2 separate regions of the Anser cygnoides genome follow, and region 1 is linked to region 2. Evidence: chromatin contacts called from public Hi-C data. All regions are on one chromosome and are shown on one strand. Each heading gives the region's core, a stretch centred on a gene start, on an enhancer-like site or on the middle of the called end of the contact. The rest is flanking DNA. Distances are from core to core; before and after follow the strand shown. Region 1 holds the start of FGF19 (fibroblast growth factor 19). Region 2 holds the start of ANO1 (anoctamin 1).

Region 1 (5,871 bases), core at 1,155-3,654, 170 kb after region 2:
GATAGGAACTGACATGAAAATCACACTACAACTATTATATGTTGAGAATGGTGAGATTTGTAAGCTCATTTAGCTCTAGCTTAAAATAAGGTACCGAATATGGCTTAATCACTAAGGCTTTTTTTTCTTTCTCTTTTTTTTTTTTTTTCCAGAGCCAATAAAGAAATAACTACTTTAAGAGATTGTTTAACTCTTGTTTCTTAAAAAGCTGTTTTGAGATAGGATTGGTACTATCCAATCCAGATAAGTACATGGAGGCTCTTAACCTCAGTCACTAGCTCCAGAGGAACTTGAACAAATGAATTAGATTGAAACATTACTATATTGAGAGATAATTCCAGAGAGAGAGAGAGAGAGAGAGAGAGAGAGTTAAGCACTTCATTTTCATTTGATCTGATATGAGACTTTAAAAATCAGTCCATGTAACATCAGCAATAGTAACAATGAAAATAACTTTTAAAAGCTCTCAATCATTAAGCAATTCTCACCTATAGTCAGCTTTTTCACTGATTTGAAGTATCATTTAGTGCAAGTGATTTGTCCTTCCCGCCTCAATTTTTGATCCTCATAAAGGAATAATACCATTAAAATGAATAAACAAGTCAAGCATCAATTCTTTGCTGCTTGAAAGAAGTTTGACATTTTGATGAAGAAAACAGTGTATATTTATGATGGTGAATATTATTAACATGAGATCGTCAGTACACATAAAATAGTTTCTATTCACTGGGATGCACAACAAAATGGACCAAAAAGCCTTTCAGATTCATTTCCGACCATAACTTCTGTGTCTGTGGTGGGTGCTCGATACCTTGAAGAATGCACATGCAGCCAGGATGAGTTACATGCACAAGTGCTGTGGGGCCCAGGGTTGTGAACTGCCTCTGTAGTAGCCATGTAATAATGTTGCAGAATTGTGCAGAGGAAAAAAAAATGTATATATATATATATATAGGGTCTCAGACACCTTGCTATTATTTACTGTTTTCATAATATTGTCAACTTGTGTGATGTTTGAAAGGACATAATTTCTCAAATCAGCCTGTGATTTGGAGGATGCAGCAGGAGACACCTGAAGGGGAGGCCATCCCGATTTTTCTCAATTACTCATCACCCATGCAGAGAAAGCTGGGCTTCTTTCTGGGTCCCTCAAACTGACCACCAAAAAGGAAAAAGAGGTAGTCAAAAGCAGTGGTTGCTTTTGAAGTGGCTGGTGACATATAATCCCTTGCTCCACGGAGCTGGTGATGCAAGGCCCTGATCATTCAAACACTAAATAACCAATGTGGTAACTTCAGTGCCGTAAGGTACACGTGATGATTATGCACCATGTAAGCATGTATACACGTGCAGGCCATCGTCCTGCAGAGCTCTGTGATTTTGCATGGCCTTGTCTATATGCACAGCCTCACTGAGCTAGGATTAGTCATAAAGAAAAGTTATTTGTATGAGTGTTTACAGGATAGAGATGCAAGTGTACAGACAAAAAGATGAAAGTAAGCAGGTAGTAAAACAGTATTTGGGAGCTGACAGGAAGGTTTTGTTTGCTTGCTTCAGAGAAGTTGCTGGGGCAAGGTTATAGTTTGCTTAACTGTTAGTTTATGTGTCCTGTGGGGGAAAGGTTTTGTCTTTCTTTATGAAATTCCATCGGTGCATAGTTTCTCTCTTGGGATCTGAGAAAATTCCTTTAGTGCTTAGTTTGGATGGACAACAGAAGAGTCAGCAGTGATCCCTCTGGCGTGCCCCTGAGATGTTGAATGCACTGAGCAAACAAGAGGTGCGTGTCTGCTTCTTTCCATGAAACGAGCCCACCTGGAAAAAGCTGCTGGTACGCGGACCGGGACAAAATCTGCTTCATGCTTATGCCGGGCTCCTGGCCGGGGGCGATGCAGTTTTACTACACAATTTATTTATTTTTTTCCCCCCCGATTTCTAGGTGCGAACGGGGAAGGACAGGAGCTGGAGAGCCCCCCATGCAGCAGCTCCCCGACGGCGAGGCCAGCCCGCACGCCGGGTGCCAGGCTCCATCTAGCGACCCGGCGGGGGATGGCCGGGCGGCAATACGGCCCGGAGCAGCCGGGGGGGAGCGGAGGCGGCGCCCCCCGCCCTGCCCGCGCCCGCCGGTGCCAGGCGGCGGCGGCGGAGACCCGGCTCCCTCTCCCAGCCAGGTCGCACAGGCATCCCCGGGGCCGCAGCCGCCCGGTTTCTGACCGGGGAAATGCGGGACGGGCAAGCGGCAGCGCCGAGGCTCGGCTCCGGACGGTGCCCCGGGGCACCTCCACGCCTGCGGGTCGCGCACCCCCGGCCCCGTGTGCTTCGGGGCTCAGTTCAGGGCAGGGGTGCGGTACCGCCCGGCACGGCCCGGCACGGCCCGGCACGGCACGGCCCGGCACGGCACGGCACGGCACGGCACGGCACGGCCCGTCGGGGCAGCCCGGGGTGGCGGGGAGGGGCGCGGCCGGAGCCCCGACGGGGAATCTCGGAGGTGCGGATGGGGAGGGAGCGCCTTCAGGGTGTCCCCTGCGCCATGATGTCACCCGATCAATATTTTCGGGGGGAGTGCCCGCCCCGGCCAATTCCCGCTATGAAACGGGCTCTATATTGGAGCTGGATGCGGCCGAATCGATCGGGCTGATAACGGAGGCCTATAAAAGGCCGGGGGGCCGGCTTCGCCCGTGCTACATCCCGCGGCACCGCCAGCCGAGGCGAGCGCCCGGCCTCCCCTCCCCTCGCTCCGCGCCCCTCCGTGCCGCCCGCCATGGGGCCGCGCCCCGCCGCCCGCCGCGCCGCCCTGGCGCTGCTGGGGCTCGCCGCCGCCGCCGCCGCCGCCGCCGCCCGCTCGCTGCCGCTGCCCGACGCCGGCCCGCACGTCAACTACGGCTGGGGGGAGCCCATCCGGCTGCGGCACCTCTACACCGCCAGCAAGCACGGGCTCTTCAGCTGCTTCCTCAGGATCGGCGGCGACGGCCGGGTGGACGCGGCCGGCAGCCAGAGCCCGCACAGTGAGTAGCGGGGCGCTGCGGGGACGGGGCGGGACGGGACGGGACGGGACGGGACGGGACGGGCTCACGCCGCTCTCTCCCCTGTGCCCCGCAGGTCTGCTGGAGATCCGCGCCGTGGCGGTGCGCACCGTGGCCATCAAGGGCGTGCTGAGCTCCCGCTACCTCTGCATGGACGAGGCGGGGCGGCTGCACGGGCAGGTGAGCTGCGACCCCCGGCCCCGGCTCTGCCCCGGGCTCGCCAGCCCCCCCATCCCCTCCCCAGGCGCCCCCTTTTCGCTGTAGGACCGGGGGGCGATTCTCGTCGCCTGAAGGGGGTTATTAGAAGGAGGCAACACGGGAACAGCGTTCCGAATGCAGCGTATGTGTTGTATACAGAAAATATAGTATAGACCAGAACTGGGGGCGTTTGAAAAGTCTCATCGGTTGGTGGCTGCAGTTCTGACCCAGAAACAGATTAAGTCTGGCCATTGGATCTGAATAATTTCTCGCTGTTCAGCTCAGATATTCCAATATATATATATATAAGATGCCTCCTTTGGAAGGGAGATGCACCCAGATAGCTGCCACACGGGGTTGCTGACCCCTAGGTAGTACCAAACAGAAACGGGACTCGGGCAGGAAGGACTAATCCCCGTTGTCCCACTTCTGGCTTGGGATAACAGCACACCTGCGGGACTCTTGGAGGCTGAGGAGTTTAGTGACTCACTGATCCCACACTGTTAGCTCGTGCTCATCATCTCAGTACGCCAGCATATCTGCTGGACATCAGCAGTGGTATAAACTCGGATTGGTAAACCACATGCATGAGCTGCTAGGATGTGAGCTCAGAGTCAGTCTTCGTGTAACTGCTCTACAGGAACCTGAGCTGCACGGAGCGATGGCATTTTACTGTGCTGTAGTAAAGATACAGCTCGGTTCTGCTTTGATAACTCCGGCAAAATTTCTGCTGATTTCAGTAGGGCAAGGACCTGGCCCATTGTCAAAACTCCCGGTATCTTTTATGAGAGCAAGGCAGATAAAGTTATGGACTGAGTATGCAACATAGGATTTAGCCTTTCTTTCTCAATTTCCTTGCTTTTCTGGGCTAGAATCAGACAATCGATGCAGTGATAAGGTGTATAGGCTCAGATGATCTGGTGGGTCAATTATTAGCTTAAAGTTTTAATGTAAATCCAAAGCAAAATGATCGATGAAAGCAAAACAGAGTCCGGGTCCTGCTCCCATTGGAGCTGCTGGCTGGACTTTAGCAGTCACAGAATTTTAAAATAGCTTTCAATAATACCATTTTGAAAGCTAATGAATATCCCTCGACTGGGTTTGTTGCTATATAGTATTCATTGCAGGTTGTTGGCTTTTTTCTGAGAACACCATAGTATGTAGCTGTGCCATCACATCTTTGTGTCATGGATCAATTTTATTGCCTTATTCTGGGAAATAGTTTTACTGGCTTCACTGACAATATTCACAGAAGTGAAAGGAATAGAATTTTACAGATAGAAGTTTTCTCTTAAGAGACACATCCCCCTCTCCCATAGCCACTCTGCTCTAGGGGTGTATTTGGAAGGGAGAAATAGATGGCTTCTAGCATATACCAGCTATATTCATCCGGTTGCCAAAGAAACACTGCTGAGACCGTGCCCAGTTCAGGCTGAAGGTGAGAAATCAGGTCGTTCACGACACCTGCTATCTCCTCTGTGCTATCAGCCGGGGCAGACAAGCTCTGCAGGGAAGCCTTTGCCTTATCAGCACTGTCTTCAGCAGTGGAAGAACGAAAGGGCAGATGCAGTGTCTGGGGACTGAACTCAGCGACCGCATGCCCTCGTGAAACAGGCCCCTTTCCAACACCATGTAAAATTGGTCACTGGGGTTGGTTTTGAATGTGCAGTGTGCCGGGGCCTGTTCTCAGGAATTCAGTAGTTTAGCAGAAATCTTTTAAACTGCTTAATATACTAACATATTATGAATTCCTCCTGTGGAAAAAAAAATAACCTGGAAATACCTAAAGTGCATTTGATACTTATTAAAAATAATGCTAGAGACGATCCCAATGTAGTCAAGAGGGGACAATCCAGTTGAGACATGGGGGGCTCAATCAATAACCGTTGTGGTTTGTTATGTGCACTTGCTCAAGAAGCTCTGTTATTTCATCATCCTCGTTAGTGAGGCTGACCACTCGTAGAAATAAAGACAGGCAACAATTCAGCCATAATTGTGTGCTTTTCTGAGATATATTGTGTGTGGAAGGACATATACCATGTAATTTATATTGGAGAAAATGCCTTTTTAAAAAAAAATATTAGTTTAAAAAGGGCTTTTAAACGACAGCCAAATGCAAGCATTTAATTGTACTCCATATTCTTGATGATGTTTGAGGAATGACTGAGAAGTATCAGACGCGTTCTATATTTAGACAGGCAGAGCATTCGTGGACAAACACTTATCGCTGAAGACTGAGCCATTGTCAGCAATTGTCTTTTATTGACCGCGAGTTCAGTCACCTGTGGTGGCTGAGCCTGAAATAACACCAGAGCTGTAAGAAACGCAGTGCTTGTGAAAGGATCTAACCTGGTGATACTAAATCCTAATGTCGGCACAATATGTCACGAGTGTATTTCTACAAATTCATACCTAAGAAAATATATTCTCCTATACAAGATCTTAACTTGCAATGCTATTAAATTGACAGTTCTAACTTAAGTCCAATGAGAAAACAACATTGCATGAATTGGTCTTCTGTTATTTCAATAAATGCTGAGTAATAAAAAAAAAGGCAGTTACCTTTTAAGTATTATTTTAATCTCTGGCCACATTTGTGTAAATGCTGGCGTTGACAGTACTGCCTTTCTACTGTCCTGATTCCAAAGCCCTT
Region 2 (6,393 bases), core at 1,805-4,304:
TCATTTTCACTGGTAATGGAAATAGCTGCAGTGCTACCACGGGAAGCTGGGTGATGCATAGTAGAAGCTATGGAGCTGTGCAGGAAGTCCCTGCTCAGAGGTGAGTGATGTCTCACAAAGAAAAAAGAGGAGAACACTTCAGTTTTTGGGACAGTAGCGTGACTACATAAAAAATCCCATTGTTTTTCAAAGGGGCCAGGTGTTCGCTTGGGGAATTTTTAACTGCTGAAATGCAGGGGGCAAAGACGCGCCTGCTGATGCCACGCTACGTTGTGAGCACCAGTCCCAGCGACTCCGCACCCTCCCTGAACTGACAGGCTATCTCCGTGGCCCTTCCAGCAGCCAGCACGTCGGCACCTTTCCCCAGCCCACCCCAATTCTGACCCTGGCCCCTTCGTCATCACACATACTCCCTGACCCAGGACGTGAGGAAGGAACTAGCATCAAACAAGCTGGGAGACATCAGCTGTGATGTCTGGGTCTCCAGGGCAGGGATGTAGCCGAGCACACCTACCCTTTCATGCCACCAATAGAGCCAAAAATAATGTACTGATGTTACTTTGGCCAACTTATCGCTAGAGAAATGCAAAACAGTGTTTTGGCTGTAGCTGATTCCAAGTATTTACCCAGAGTAAGGGGGCTATAGACTCCCCTTCACCTTCCTCTCTTCTGTCACCCTCGCATTGACTCCAGCTTTTCCCCAACTCCTTGTTCCATCAGGTTTCCTCAGCTGTCTGCAGCAGGGCTTTCTGAGTATAAAGACCATGTAAAAACATCAAGGATGGGTGTACACATGCCTCTCTGGCAATACATGCAAAATTTGCCCAAGAACTAGCTGGGACTAATTGATCATGCTGCAATGCATGGATCCATTATGTAATTAGACAGGAGTTTTCATCTTATAAATGGCTTTTACAAACAAGCTTTTTTGGATAAGTTATCAACAGAAAAACAAATACACGCTTCCAAGAACAAAACTGCTCCTTGAACTTACTAACGAAGCTGGTACACAGTGTTTGTGCTGCTAATAGGTGATTCAGTAAATTAAATAGAGAATGTCACTGCAAACCATTCTGTAAAGTTTCTCGCAGATAAAACGCCACTCCAACAACTTCTCTGGACTCCCGCCCTATTGCCGTGATTGCCTCACGATAAATTGCCACCTGCCCCATGAGTAATGGTAGAGCTTTCTAGTGCCATTTCTATCTTTCAGCCCTCTTGCTCATACCTCCGTTAATGTACTGCGATAACACCTCAGCACCTCAGGCTTTCCCAGCTCTCAATTTCAGAATATACCCCATGGTCAGCTTTGAAGAGTTCCAACTCCTTAATTTAACTAATATGTTAACACGGGACACACAGTGGCAGTCAGAAACCCCATCCCCGGTATCGAGATACAAAGTCCAGCTGTTTCATGTCAGACATTAAAGAAATAGTTCTCTTTTCATTCTGAGCACTCTGGCTACCCTACGGTTTGATGAGTGTACAGCATTTCTTTTAGAAGTGGGCTGAACTCCAGTTAAATATTTGGCCATTTAACGAGTAGACTCTAGGATAACGGTTTTCATGGGAATCCAAGAAAGAGGGAGTAAAGAAAAGGGCTCCCCGTGCTATTCTTAGCTGCAAATAGTTAGATTTGGAATTTTGATTGTAAAGCATGGAATTTATAAATGGTGCCATGCTAAATTTACTTCATTTGTATACAATTCAGCTGGATAATCAAGTGTGTTACAGCACGTTCCTGGTTAGCATCTCAGTTCTAGTTTTATAGTCTCTAAACTAGTAAAAAAATGTGTTCAGTAAATAGTGCTTGTAAAAATCTGTGTTCCAATGCGCGTGAAGATTTTATATAAATGCATATGTGGGTGCACATGCATGCACGCAGACACCGAGCTGTGATTTATTTCTAGAGGGAAGCCAAGGAAATTCCCACCCCCTACCATTTAAACGATCTGCTCTTTGGCTCTAAACATTCTGTAACTTCTCAGCCAAGGAATGTATTTTCCCTTTCCAATATATATAATTTATTTTGCTGCACACATTAGTTAATGATAGAGATACGCGATATAGCCAGTTCTGTAAAAACATTACTGACAACCTGAGACAGACCTGTTTCAGTTGGTAAGACCTTTCTTTGCTGGTCTTCCACAGCACAGCGTGAATTAAGAGCAATCATCGAATCGAGGATTTATCTCATCTACTTCGCATCCCAGCAGTTTTTCATAATTAGACTAGCATCCCGGGGCCAGATGAGCTTTTAATTGCTACATGAATGTAGGTAAAGGGGACTTTATGCCATTCTACGCCTTGAGGGGTCGGGGCGGGGAGACAGCTATCTTATTTCCCCGCTACTTGGCGGAGGTTACTCCGGGATTTGTAACCGCCGCTCCCCGCCGAAAGGCTGCCGAGAGATGGGCAGCGGGGCGTCCCGTTCCCCACGGGCCCCCCGGCGCCCCGCACCCCGTCCCCGCCGCGGACTTACGTGGTCCCCAGGGCGCGGCGGCCGGCAGCCTGTGCAGGTGGATCTCATCCTTATCCATCGCCCGCCGAGCCCCTGCCGCTTGGTACCAAACTCAACTTCCCAGGCTCCCTCCTCCTCCTCCTCCTCCTCCCTCTCCCTATTTTTTTTCCCCCCCTTTCCTCCCCCCTCCCTCTCTTTTTGCGGGCAGGGCTCGCTACCCCGCCGAGCGGCACCGCAGGGCGCAGCGCCCCCCGGCCGCCTTTAAATACGGGCGGCGGGAGCGCGGCGCGGCCCTCCGCGGGGTGGGAGCGGCGGGGAGGGAGCCGGCCGGCCCTCCAGCCGGCCCTCCAGCCGGCCCTCCAGCCCTCCGGCCGGCCTCCAGCCCTCCGGCACCCCGCCTCACGCCGCCGCCGCCGCGCTGCCTCCCCGCTCCGCCCGCGCAGGGCTCCGCGCCTACCTGCTGAGCGGCCGCCGGTGCCGCCCTGACCTTGGGCACCGGGCGCCGGAGCGACGGCGGCAGCTGCTGGCGGTGCTGCCGGTGCTGGTCGTGCTCCCGCTGCTGCTGCTGCGGCGGCCGGGCGGGGGCAGCGCGGCCGCCAAAGGTCAGCGCGCCCCGGGCGCGGCGCTGGGGAGTCCCCGGGGCTGAGCCCGGTGGCCCTGCGCTGCCCGAAGCGGAGCCGGGTTCACCCCCACCGGCCCGTTTCTTACCGTGGTAAAACCTCGTGCGCTTTGCTGTTAGAGAAAAAAGGGGGGGAAAAGTATGGCTCGGTGTCCTGCCAAAGAGATGCCGTCATTTGGGGCTGCCGCGCTGACAGGTCTCCCCCGCCCAAGGCACAGCTGGGTCTCACCAGCTCACCCCCGCGCCCCTTCCCCCCTGCCCCGCGTGTGCTGGCATTCACCTCCGTCTGTCCACGCTCAAACAGCCACACGGGACACATTTCCCGGGCGGACAGTGCCTGCTGGCAGCATCCAGCTGCCTCCCCTCCCCAGGCCCAGTGTGCAAGGGGTGTTAGGAATATCACGGTACACACCAGCAAACTCGGGACCTCACAAAATACCACCTCTTCTTCATTTATGCATTTACTTATTTAAGTGCGGGGTATAGAATAGCTGCCACTCACTTTTTACACCTTCAGCTGGATGGCCGCAGGAGTTGCACAGGACCAGGAGAACAGGATCCCAGACCTCTTCATCTCCCAGGGCACAAACCCCTTGGCTTCTCTCAGGGCTGTGCTCCCGCTCCCTGGGGCAGCCCCAGAAGCCACATCTTGCTGGTGGTTCTCTGACCCAGACTACAAGAGAACTGTGGGGCCAAGCAACCTCCTCTTGCCTTCCTGGGGAAGGAGCCCCTGGGGGACTGCGCAGGGCATGTGGCTCCCTGCTGCACAACCGGGACCGGACACGGCTCCTGCTTAGGTTGCAGTCATCAACCCACTCTCTACTCTCCTTTGTTACCCAAAACGTAGCAGGTTGTGGCTTCAGTATCTCCATGGGACTGCATTTTTCAAGTTGTAAAAGAATCTTTCCTGGTGATGTTGGAGATTTGACATGACAGGTAGAAAACACACTGAGATAAACACACAAACAAGGGAATTTACACGTATAGATTTCTTCTTCATGGGCTATAATCCCCAGAGGCTTTGAAGCCAAGCCAAGATGCTTTTAGTCTAGATTTCATATCTTTTTACTCCTTCTTAACTTTTGTGCTTTTTTGAGAAAGTATGGATTTAGACTATTTTTAAAATGTGCTTTACTCATTTTATTATTAGCAGAAGAGCAGATGAGTGGATCGTGTTGTATGAAGCCTCACTTACTGGCTTGCTTAACTGGAGATCAAAGGCATTCGAGAGAGTGCTCTTTTTCCTTTGCTTACAATTAATTTATTTTGGACAGAGATTTGCAGCAGAACCAAATGTGGGCACAAGCCCAACATATATATTTGTCTTATGAACGTGAAACACAAAGAAAGCTGGAAACAATGCCGGATTCCAGCATCCTATCTCGCAATGATCCCAGGCTCTGTCAGCAGCCGCTGGCTACAGCTGGGCTGGGAACCCAGCCTGGACACACACACCTCAGAGCCGGCAGAGCAGGCTTCAGCCACGGAGCCTGCGTCCTCATCAGAAAGTGGCCTTTTCTGCCCACTGCTCTCCACTGCAAGCCCAGCCAAAGGCAGGTCAGCTGATCAATGACCTCATTTGGTAACGGGGTTTAGGGAGTTCTAGTCTGACAAGCAGTGTTTCAGAAATTAAATTTATACTTCAGCCACATGCATGGAAAAAAAAAAAACAAACAAAACAAACAAACAAAGTAGACCTAACACTACCGCCTCACTCCAGGTGTTTAAGTGTTAATGAGTGATCATTTACTGTTTAAAAAGTGTCCTGAAAATCAAACCACAGTGATTGCCTGCCATTAGTTTAGAAGGTCCTGGGCTGGTCAGGCACAGATTTGCATGCAAATGGATGACCTCCATGTGTTGCGGAGGCTGTGCCACAGCCAGCAGTACTACCAGGCAGGAGAATTTTCCTTCCCACTCAAATGGAGGAGCTCAAGCTGGTCCTCTGAATGCTTTGGAGAAGCCCATGGCTGGACACGCTACAAGGAGAAAGGGGAAGTCATGCCCCTGGATGGAGGCTGCCCAATGTCCATCCCTCCAGATGTCCACACACCATGTCATGGACCTGCCACGGCTCCCTGGGCTCCTCCCTGTGCAGCGCAGGGACATCGGCATTGGACTGACATCAGTTGGACCACTCCTTCACTGGAGGTGACAACCGAGCAGTGGGACCACTCAGACTGTGCGCGAGAGCAGAGGAAACAAGATTTGTCTTCTCAAGAGCCCCATGAGCTAAAATAGGCTGCTGGGCTGATAGGAGACAGAGGCTCCAGCTACAGTTTTCTTCCTTACCATGTGATAAACCCATTGTGCCATCTCAACACATACTTGTGAGAAGGATGGCAAAGAGAAGGAGGATCTACTTGTCTATGCAATAAAACAAAAATTCTTTCTTAACAATTAGGAAGGAGACAGTGCTACTTGGCACCCACACCTATATTAAGTGCATTTGCTGGAAATATTTATAGTTTGCTCCTGCAGAATGTACTGTGTACCTTCATAACAATAATAATTCAGTTCTCACCTCCTGTGATCCGGAGACAAGTAAAGGCTCCGGGTGCTCGTTCACTGGAGAAATGCTAACACCAGCCCCATCAGCCCAAATGGCAGCCCACCAGCCCCTCTCTGCCTCCGAACTATTTTTGTGTACTCTCTTACACCTTTGCGGGGCGCGCGGTGAAGGCAGGGAAATGCTCCAGCTCTCCTTTCGGCTGGGGCACCCGGAGATAAGAGCCCACATCCCTGGCAGCTGCTCGAAATGGCATGAGCGCAATCACATGATGGTGGAAAAAGCTCCTGCAGGGGCGTACCCCTGCCCCTTGCCTTCTGCACCCTCCACAGCATGGTCCCTGCCCGTCATCCACACGTACATGAGAAAAAAACGAGTTAATGGACGTGCTGTGGGTGCGGTAGAGAATGAGGTTCTAGAGAGCCCTAAAATCACAGGCAAGGCGGAAAAGGGGGAACGATGAGTCATACTATAAAAGCTAAGGCATACCCAGAGAAATTAGCAGGTGGCAAGGTTAAGACAATCAGGAGGTAGTATTTTTTCCATCTAACATATTGAGTGCATAGTGTTATTACATAAATTATTCAATAGTATTAAATACAGCAAAACTATGGATGCCAAGCATTGTGAGATTTTCATGCAGTACAAGTGTGGCCAGAAGCATAGCTTTCTTTTTGCCTTTTTTTTCGTTTCTAGAGGATGTGAAACATTCATGAAAAATAGGTTCAGTGGTGTCTACTGTACAAAGCAGTCTGGATATAATTTTCAGCTGTGTAAGCTCTTAAGCCCCTGGTTGTTGGAAAG

Evidence for each region. Hi-C and Micro-C count contacts between places; a contact is called where the count stands out from the background.
Region 1: a contact with region 2 is called in a Hi-C map of liver, with 5 times the contacts expected there. The contact joins the promoter of FGF19 here to the promoter of ANO1 in region 2. A contact is called at or near these places in 2 of 7 Hi-C or Micro-C datasets (granulosa cells and liver).

Annotation. Positions count from the first base shown.
Region 1 is chr5:18,818,009-18,823,879 of Taihu_goose_T2T_genome, forward strand. It overlaps FGF19 (fibroblast growth factor 19), which reads left to right and starts at 2,405. Exons shown (of 3, transcript XM_048058590.2): 1 at 2,405-3,002; 2 at 3,097-3,200. The coding sequence starts at 2,759.
Region 2 is chr5:18,645,120-18,651,512 of Taihu_goose_T2T_genome, forward strand. ANO1 (anoctamin 1) reads right to left here and starts at 3,055. Exons shown (of 27, transcript XM_048058602.2): 1 at 2,919-3,055.